Regions from separate parts of the Muntiacus reevesi genome. Here regions 1 and 3 are each linked to region 2. Evidence: chromatin contacts called from public Hi-C data. All regions are on one chromosome and are shown on one strand. The core of a region is the stretch at or near the end of the contact, and the rest is flanking DNA. Distances in the headings are between cores, read along the strand shown.

Region 1 (2,700 bases), core at 43-2,542, 450 kb before region 2:
TCTTTCTACTGGTATTTTTTTAAGGGGGTTTGGGAGAAGAATGACTATTGGGAAATAGCCAGCGGTCTCTGCTACCTACCTCCAGCACTCTCGATTCTCCCTATTCTACTGTTTTTCCTTGTTTTAATCCCTGATATATTTTTCCTTCATTTGTCTGCCTCCCCTAACCTGGAAGTACCAAGGACACACAGACATTGTGTTTTGTTCACCTGTGAACCCCAGTTTCTGGAAAAGTGATTCAGTCAGCATAGAGGAAATTTAATTAATACAGCTTGAATGAGGGAATGAATTATAAATTCCAGCGTAGGGGAGGGAGGTCTAAGAAAATTAATTTAAACATAAAGATCCAGTCTGAGCACAGATAATGCTTTGTTTTGTAAAAGCATCCTTTCCTCTGAAGGAATGATTCAAGTCATTGCACAAGCCACAACTAACCCCCCTTGTGTTGATAATATAAGAAATATTACATTAATGTTTGCAATAATGCAAATATTAGCAAGAATACCATCAACATATATGATGTAAATAATGTAAATTAGTGATGTAATCAATTGATTTTTTTTTTTTTTTTTAGCGGAAACACTATTAGATGCAGAAAGGGAAATTAGTTGGGGGGAGTGCTATACTAGAGACGTAAATTCTCTTCCCCCATAGAGAGAGTCAAAAGATGCTATCTAAACAGAAAAGAAAGAAAAAAAAAAACCCAAGAAACAGCAGAATATGCGTGTTATTTTAAAATACAGAAACAGGCGTTAGAAGAAACAGCTCGAAATGTTAGAAGGTGGTTATTCTGATGAGCAATAATCAGGGATAGGGAAGACTAGACCAGAGGTTTTGCTTAAGGGTTCCAAAATTTTGACAACGTATGTTTATCTTTGAATTGTTCATATCTAGCTCGGTACCCCCATTCCTCTGAGTTCGTGAAAAATACAATGTAAATTATTTGGAGCCTTACAGCTTCACGCTGTGAGTAGGGACGGGGAAGGAAAATGCACAGAGAGAAGTGATGGCTCCCTGGTCACACACTCGCGTCCCACACGCGCGCTTTTACCAATTAACTGTACGCAAGTGCGCAAGGAGACGAGGTGATGGGCCCAGACAGGTGGTACAGGAACGAGGACGTCAACATCCTGCTAATTCTAATATCACTTCTGACGCTGAGGAAAAGAACGTTTTAGAGAACAAACGGAGAGAGTTAGAGCTGACACCAAACGCTTCCGAAGCTCAGCGTGCGGAGGAGGCCCGGCTGACGGGGCGGCCAGCCCCACCCGCTTCCCCCTCAGGAGGAGGAGCCGACCCGCCCAGAGCCGGCCGCCCGCAGTTGTGCAGGCGCTGCTCCCTGCCAGTCAGGACGACACAAGACGAGGAATTTAAGGAAGAGTGTCGGCCGCTGCCCTTCTCAGCGCTCGAAGCCGCACCATGCTTGCCTTCCGAAAGAGCCTGACTAGGGCCCTGGCCGCTCCAACGATGGCGCCTCAGGTACCGGCCGCCGGGACGCGCCCAAAACGTTTCCTGGGGGAGGAGAGCAGGGGGCGGGGGCGTCTGCGGGGGTAGAGCGCGGGCCGCGCATGCGTCAGTGGGCCCAGACCGGCCCGCGCGGTGCTGCCCGAGAAGTTCTAGCAAGTCTCGGAATCCGGAGGCGGGGGTCCCTGGGACGCGCGGAAGGAGGGAGGAAGGGTGCCTTTAGGAGAAGACCCACTGCCAGGGTCGCCTAGCCTGGGTGCCCGCTGGTCGTGAGGACACGCCTGAAGCGCCAGCTGCTGCGTCTTTGCGGACCCGCGAGGTTGCTGTTGCCGCATTGGGGCCTGTACTAGGCACTGGTCCAGCCTCTCTCAGTATGTTTTGACAAGCCCCTCCAGACTGAAGGAGCAACAGAACAATTCTCCGCCTTTTAAATGAAATACACAACCTCCCAGCATTTTGCAGGCAGAGAACCTTAAAGAGAGGGCCCAGGGTTCGCGTGGTGGAGCATCTGCGCAGCTATCACTGTCTCCTGAGGTTGGTGCCCGAGCCAGCCACTGTCAGGAACCTCGTAGCAAATATGATGATGACAACTTCATTTAATCTGAATGAGAAATGTACAAAATAGATTATTGTGATTCCGCTTAACTGTCAGGGATTGGCCTATTCTGTGACTCTAACCTAGAGATTTTTCCTTTTGATATTCAGGCTTTTACTTCCTTCTCAAACTGACTTTCTGGTGGAGACTAAAGAGAAACCATTCACCGGAGATTAGCATTACAGCCTTTATCCTGATTTTCTCTACTGGGGCAGGATCAAGAATTATTCCTTAGAATTTTATTCTGTACTTTGACGTTATTAAATGTCAACCAGATGTTCTCTTATAAATGAATTGGAAGTCACTACTAAGGAAAATGAGCCCTAATTTAGAGAAAAGGAAGCACTCATCAACAAAAATTACTTCATGACTTCTCACAAACCACATACCCCTTGCCGTTAACCTTTCCCTGAGCTTTCCTATTGTATATTTCTTCTGCCAGTGATAATAAAATGTGTGCTGTTGATCACATATTTTGATCTCCAAATATGAATTCCCTGAAAAGTTGTTACTATTGCATTGACCCATTTTCTGATATCTGATATATTTTATTTATAATATTTTTAAACTATAAGTAGTAGGCAGCTTTTATTTGCTTAATATTGTGTTAATAAAGTTTGGTAAAATGGCACCAAAAGAAC
Region 2 (2,700 bases), core at 36-2,535:
GGAATTCCTCTTTGGCCTTTCCTTTCGTGGTCCCTAGGTTCCCATCTTGATTTTCCTTTGCTTCCATTCCCTTTCAGTGCACCTGAAGTCAGCTTATTTCTGTACTGTTTCCTCCCCCCTTAGCTTTTGAGTAATCTTTAAAACTTGCAGTCTTTCATTTGGCAGTCAGGCCTTCTAGTCTCCTTTGCACCTTTGCAAATAAGTTTTTTTCCCCTAACTGATTCTGTCTTTAAGACATTCTTTTGACAGGATGAAGGGAAACATGAAAAAGCTTAAAACAGTGCCTCGTAAGTGGTTCTAATATTAAGCATGATCTATAGTTTTATTCCTACCACATTTTAACTGTTCTCATATCACACTTTCTCAGCCTCTTGGGGTTGTAGTTCTTGAAGATGGTGACAGCTAAGTACTTACTCTTAACTTGCTGATACTGCCTAGCATATTCGCGGAACAACAAGGACTTTTAAGACAGCAGGAACTTTGGTCGTTTGGTTCACCTCTTTATTCCCAGTGCTTGTAAATTACTGGAACTTAGTATACCTGCGGTATACGTATGTTTTAATATGATGAATTAATACTCATTTGTGTGTGTGTGTGTGTGTGTGTGGACTATTCTGTGTAAAGTTTCGTTCAGATCCAGTATGTCTCTGAATTAAGAGACCTGGAGAATTTTTTCCCTTTTCCTTATTTTCGTCCCTCTATAACAATTTCGACCTTGGGTGCATTCCATCAAACTCTCGGTGCCTTCAAGACATAGTTTCCATATCAGCAAAATGGGGCGAGTAGCAACAGATGCTTGTTTCTCCTTGTCCTCTATCACATAGTACTTCTCCACGGGGTTACTGCGTACTCTTTCCTCTGGATAAAAATCAGTCACCTGAGAGGTAAGAAACCATTAGGGTGGGTCCTCGGGTTGCAAGCCCAATAGGGATACAGAACAGCTCCGCAAGCCTCGCCCGTGCCTCCTGGGTCCGGAAACAACCCGACCCCATTTCGGCTGCGAGCCTGCCCAGCCCTCGTGCGCCCCAGACTCAGGCGCCCTCTCGCGCAGAGGTAGCGCTCTGCCTCGGTGCCACAGCTAAATGGGCTCGGTACCGCGCAGGCTCCGACGCGCGCCGAAGGGCCCGGCCTAGTTTTGGCCGCAGCCGCCCGGCCGCCCGCGCGGCGCTGCACTGGGGGCGGGGAGTCTGATGGGAGACGCGCGCGGCGCTGAGGAGGCGGCGGCCCGGGAGAGGGAGCGGGAGAGGGACTGGGCGCGGGAGGCGGGAGGCGGGGGACAGGGGGAGGCGCCGCCGCCGCCGCCGCCCGCCCCTTTCCGCTGGGGAGCAGCTGCAGCAGCAGGAGCGGAGCAGGAGCCGCGCAGCCACAGCCGCAGCCGCTGCCACCGCCGCCGGGGGATGTGGTCGGCGCCCGCCCCGAGCCGCGCCGCCTCCTGAGTACCCGCCGCCGCCGCCGCCGTCGAGTCGTGTGGGGCCAGGCCGCGCCCTCCCCGGGCGCCCGCCGGCTCGCATGCCGAGAGGCTCCGGGGCGTAGCTGCGCGCCCGGCGCCGCCTCCGGGCTCCTCCGGCCCCGCCATGGGCTGCTGCAGCTCCGCCTCCTCAGCCGCGCAGGTGAGGGGCTCCCGCCTCCCGGCCGCCCGCCCGGATGCTTCCCCCGCGCCGCGCGGCGGGCGCCCGCCGCCTTCCACGACCCGCGAGCTTCCCTTCAGCCCACCGTGCACTCCAGAGACGCCCCCCACCCGCACCTCCCCCTGTCCCGCCGTAGCCCCCGCGCTGGCTCCCAGGGCAGCCGACTGGCAGGCGCCTCAGCGCGGCCCCCGGGGCGCCCCTTGCAGACTTGGCCGCCGCCTCCTAGTCACACCTGAGCGGCGCGTCCCGCCAGCCCGCAGGTAGAGGCAACAAGGACGCCTGCTCTCTGCCCCAGGTGGCACCCCCCCTTCCTTCGTCTTCCGGGCCTGCCTCCTCGCTTCCCACCTCCTTGGAGTCCGCCCGCTCCACATCTACAGACTATCCTCTGTGCTTCCTGGAGGAGTAGCTCCAGCTTGGGCTGTTCGCCCCATCTCCCACCTTATTACAGTTTCTGCTCTATTGGAGATTCTGTCCCTTTTCTCCTGCCGGCTGCCCCCGGCCCAGGTTCAAGCGTTTAAGAGGATCCCGGAGCCCTCCTACGACCCGGTTTCCCAGATTCCAGCGGCTCGCCTCCCACCCCATCCCCCCTTTGTGCCTTGACCTCAGACACCCAGGCCTCTTCGCACACCGAGGCCCCTGCGGGAGCGCGGGGATTGCGCTGGGAAGGAGATTGGGCACCTGGAGGGTGACGGGAGCGTTACGGAAACTCCCTCTTTGTTGCCAGTGTAACAGGAGGAAGAGGTGCCGAATTTAGTTTTTCTGTGGGCACACTGGCTGAGTGTTGTCGCTGAGGGCTGAGATGCAGAGATTTCTCCCAGCGTCTACCCTGCCCCCATCCAAATTTCGCTAACCTGCCTCTCTCTCTTGCCGATCGGAGCCCTTAACCTGGATAGAAATGTTTTAGACAACTGTATAAGGATCAGATGTAATAGGACTTGACTGCTGTCCGCTAATAACTGAGAGGACCTGTTTGTAAATTACCTAATTTAGTGGATTAGTGAGTGTATTTACAAATACGATAAAAAGCAATCAGGAATACTGCATCAAACTGTCTGGTGGTGGTGTATGAAAA
Region 3 (2,700 bases), core at 40-2,539, 290 kb before region 2:
CTCGGTCGGAACCGCAGCGGGCGACAAAGCCTCTTACAGCCTGGCCTCACTCCGACCAAGGAGCCGATTCCCAGGCCACCGGCCAGGAGGCGCTGTGGATCAGTGCCCCCCGTGGCCACCGGCAGCCGGCGCCCAACCCTCCCTCCCCCCACCGCGAAGCGCAGGCCGCCCGCGGAGCCGCGAGCTCTGCACCGCCCGCCGGGGTTACTCTCGGTCATTCTGCTGCACCGTCTCACCCCAGCTTCCCCATCTGTGCCCTGCCTGGAGCTGCTCCAAGAGACACGCAGCAAAGGGCAGGAAGATGGGGGGGAGCAGAGGGAAGGGTCACCTCAGCTCCAGGTTCCCGCAAGCCCCCCTCCCCACCGTTTGTTAAAGAAACAAAACTCTCGTCCCTCCGCCCCGCCCGTCTCCCCCACCCCCATCCCCAGCCTCCCACAGCGTCAGAGGCGGCGGCTCCTGGAAGCGTTTGGAGACTATGGGACAGGAACCCCCTGATCAAACAAAGCCCCCGAGGCCTCAAAAGAGCACTAGCGCTAAGGGCCCCCACTCGCATTCTTGGTGAGCCATAAAGCGCCGCTCCCGTCCGGGGGCGCAGGGGACCTATCCCCAGATCAGAGCCCGACCCGGACTAGCTGCTTAGGAACCGAGGGGATTCTGACGCCTGGCAATTTTCCCGGTGGGCGCCGGCCGACCCGCAGCCAGAGAGGGTTCCAACCGGCTCAGGCGCTTCCAAACAAAGGGAATAGCTCAGTGCCAGACCTGCCACTCTCCTTACTCCAGCGGCAGCGCCTCCAGCACCACCGGGAGCCCCCGATTCCACTGCGCCCCAGCCACTGCGCTCGGGTCTCCGCGCGCCCAGAGATGCTCCCCGAGCTCCACCGCGGGCGAACCCTGAGCGCAGAGATGTCGCGTCTTTGGGTCTCCAGAGCTCCTCCTAGGACATCCTCTCCACATTTACAAGCCCCTGTTTGCGCTGCAGTAGGTGGGGATGTGGGGGTTCGGACTAAAGTCCCCGAAACCCAGAGCTTCCCAAAGTCCCCTCGGCCCGAAACGAAACAATAACGTCCAAGTCGCTGGAGAGACTCTTACCTGTTTTCCACTTTTGTGTTTGTGGCTCTTTCCCCAACCCCTTGAAAAACCCTTCGGGAAAGAAGGAGCGTAAAGGGAGCAAAGCGCCCCGAGAAATTGGCTGTGGCGGCGCTGGTTGCACGCCCCTCTTCTGCCCACCTGCGCCCGGGGAGAGAGAGAGGTGTCGGCGCGTCTCTGCCGGCCCCGGCAGCACTCACTCTGCCTCGGAATTACCGGGGTTTTGCCGCGACTAGTTCCTTTTATAGATTCGGCGGCGCTGAGCGCTGGGGTTACTATCGGTCAAAGCCTGTTCTCTCCCTCCTTCCCCGCCCCCTTCCCGGCCTCTGTTTATGTAGTTCAGTCACTCAGCAGAAAGCACGTGGAGCCGCGTCCCGCCCCTTAAACGGGCGACGTCCAGCCGCGCGCGGGGCTGGGGGCGGAGGGCGCCAGTGGGGTGCAGCCAGCCTACCCTCGGCGTAGGTGCGCGCCCCGCGCCCCAGACCCGCCCGCCGGCGCAGGGATAGGGGCGAACGCCGGTCTTGGGAGTGAGCCCGCCAGAGACTCTTATCCAGGTTCAGGGCAACCAATAGCTTTCGCTAAACTAGTTCTTTCAGCAACTTTTGTTTCCTTTGTTAATTTACTCAGCTGGAGGGACTTGGGGGGCGGAGATAGGAGAAGGAAGGGGAAGAGAAAGCAAGGCTGAAACCCCTAGGGATGCCAACCCTTTCGTCTTTTTTTTTTTTTTTCCTTTAAATGCCCAGATTTGGGAGAAGATGGACAGTCCTCTGGACAATTGACTGGTTTTGTTGTCCACCACAAACCCTGACTTTGGAATTCAAGGACCTTTGGGGTTCCCAATTTTGGACCTCCCAAGTCCCAGGAGGACCCCTGAAAACTGTCTTGCTCCCTCCCTTGGCAAACTGGGAGGAGGGGGGGAGGCCACAGAAAACCCGAACAATGTGGACCAATCTCCTTTTTATTTTCACCATGTTAGTCAGCAGTGATAGATAAATACACGTGGGCTTGTATTTAGGTTTCTACAGGTTCGCAAAGTACTGCTAGAGAATCGCAGTCTTGTAAAATTACATAACCATTCCAATTCTTCAGCTTCTTCTTCTGGCTTTGGCTTTAACAGGCAAGAGCAAGAGAGCCCATAACATTTGAGGAACAGAAGTGCACAAATGGAGGCCCACATACTTTTAAGTCTCAATATTTAACTCAAAAATAAAGCTAACAAACTGTAAAATAAGTTCCTCCTATTTGACAGAGATACCTTTGGAGCAACTGGGAAGGGTAGATTCACAACCAGACTCCTTAGGCTTTGACTTGAGGTTTGACAAGAAAGGGGTAGAGCAGGAGAGCAGGCTCCCAGACAACTTTGCTTCCCATCCCCAGCTCCATCATATTCCAGAAGAATCTGCAGGTGTGCATCTGGGCCCCCAGCTGCACAAGCCCCTCCAGACCATGATTTGAACCCAGGTCCATATGTCAGTGGTTCTGTCAACACTAAGGATGGATCCAGTGAGGAGGCCCATGCAGGCCCTGGAAGAGCACTTAAGGGCCTTAGGACAATTCTGGGGTCTCAGCTACTCATAACTTGGTGACCTGGCCCCTGGGTCCTGTGGACCACTC

What was found. A called contact is a pair of places that touch in the nucleus more often than the background predicts.
Region 1: a contact with region 2 is called in a Hi-C map of muscle, with 4 times the contacts expected there. The contact joins the promoter of NIPSNAP3A here to the promoter of SLC44A1 in region 2. A contact is called at or near these places in 2 of 3 Hi-C or Micro-C datasets (blood and muscle).
Region 3: a contact with region 2 is called in a Hi-C map of muscle, with 4 times the contacts expected there. The contact joins the promoter of ABCA1 here to the promoter of SLC44A1 in region 2. A contact is called at or near these places in 2 of 3 Hi-C or Micro-C datasets (blood and muscle).

The regions. Positions count from the first base shown.
Region 1 is chr10:25,791,487-25,794,186 of mMunRee1.1, forward strand. It overlaps NIPSNAP3A (nipsnap homolog 3A), which reads left to right and starts at 1,293. Exons shown (of 6, transcript XM_065947162.1): 1 at 1,293-1,479. The coding sequence starts at 1,420.
Region 2 is chr10:26,242,755-26,245,454 of mMunRee1.1, forward strand. It overlaps SLC44A1 (solute carrier family 44 member 1), which reads left to right and starts at 1,286. Exons shown (of 16, transcript XM_065946996.1): 1 at 1,286-1,610. The coding sequence starts at 1,575.
Region 3 is chr10:25,952,220-25,954,919 of mMunRee1.1, forward strand. It overlaps ABCA1 (ATP binding cassette subfamily A member 1), which reads right to left and starts at 1,290. Exons shown (of 50, transcript XM_065946638.1): 1 at 1,090-1,290.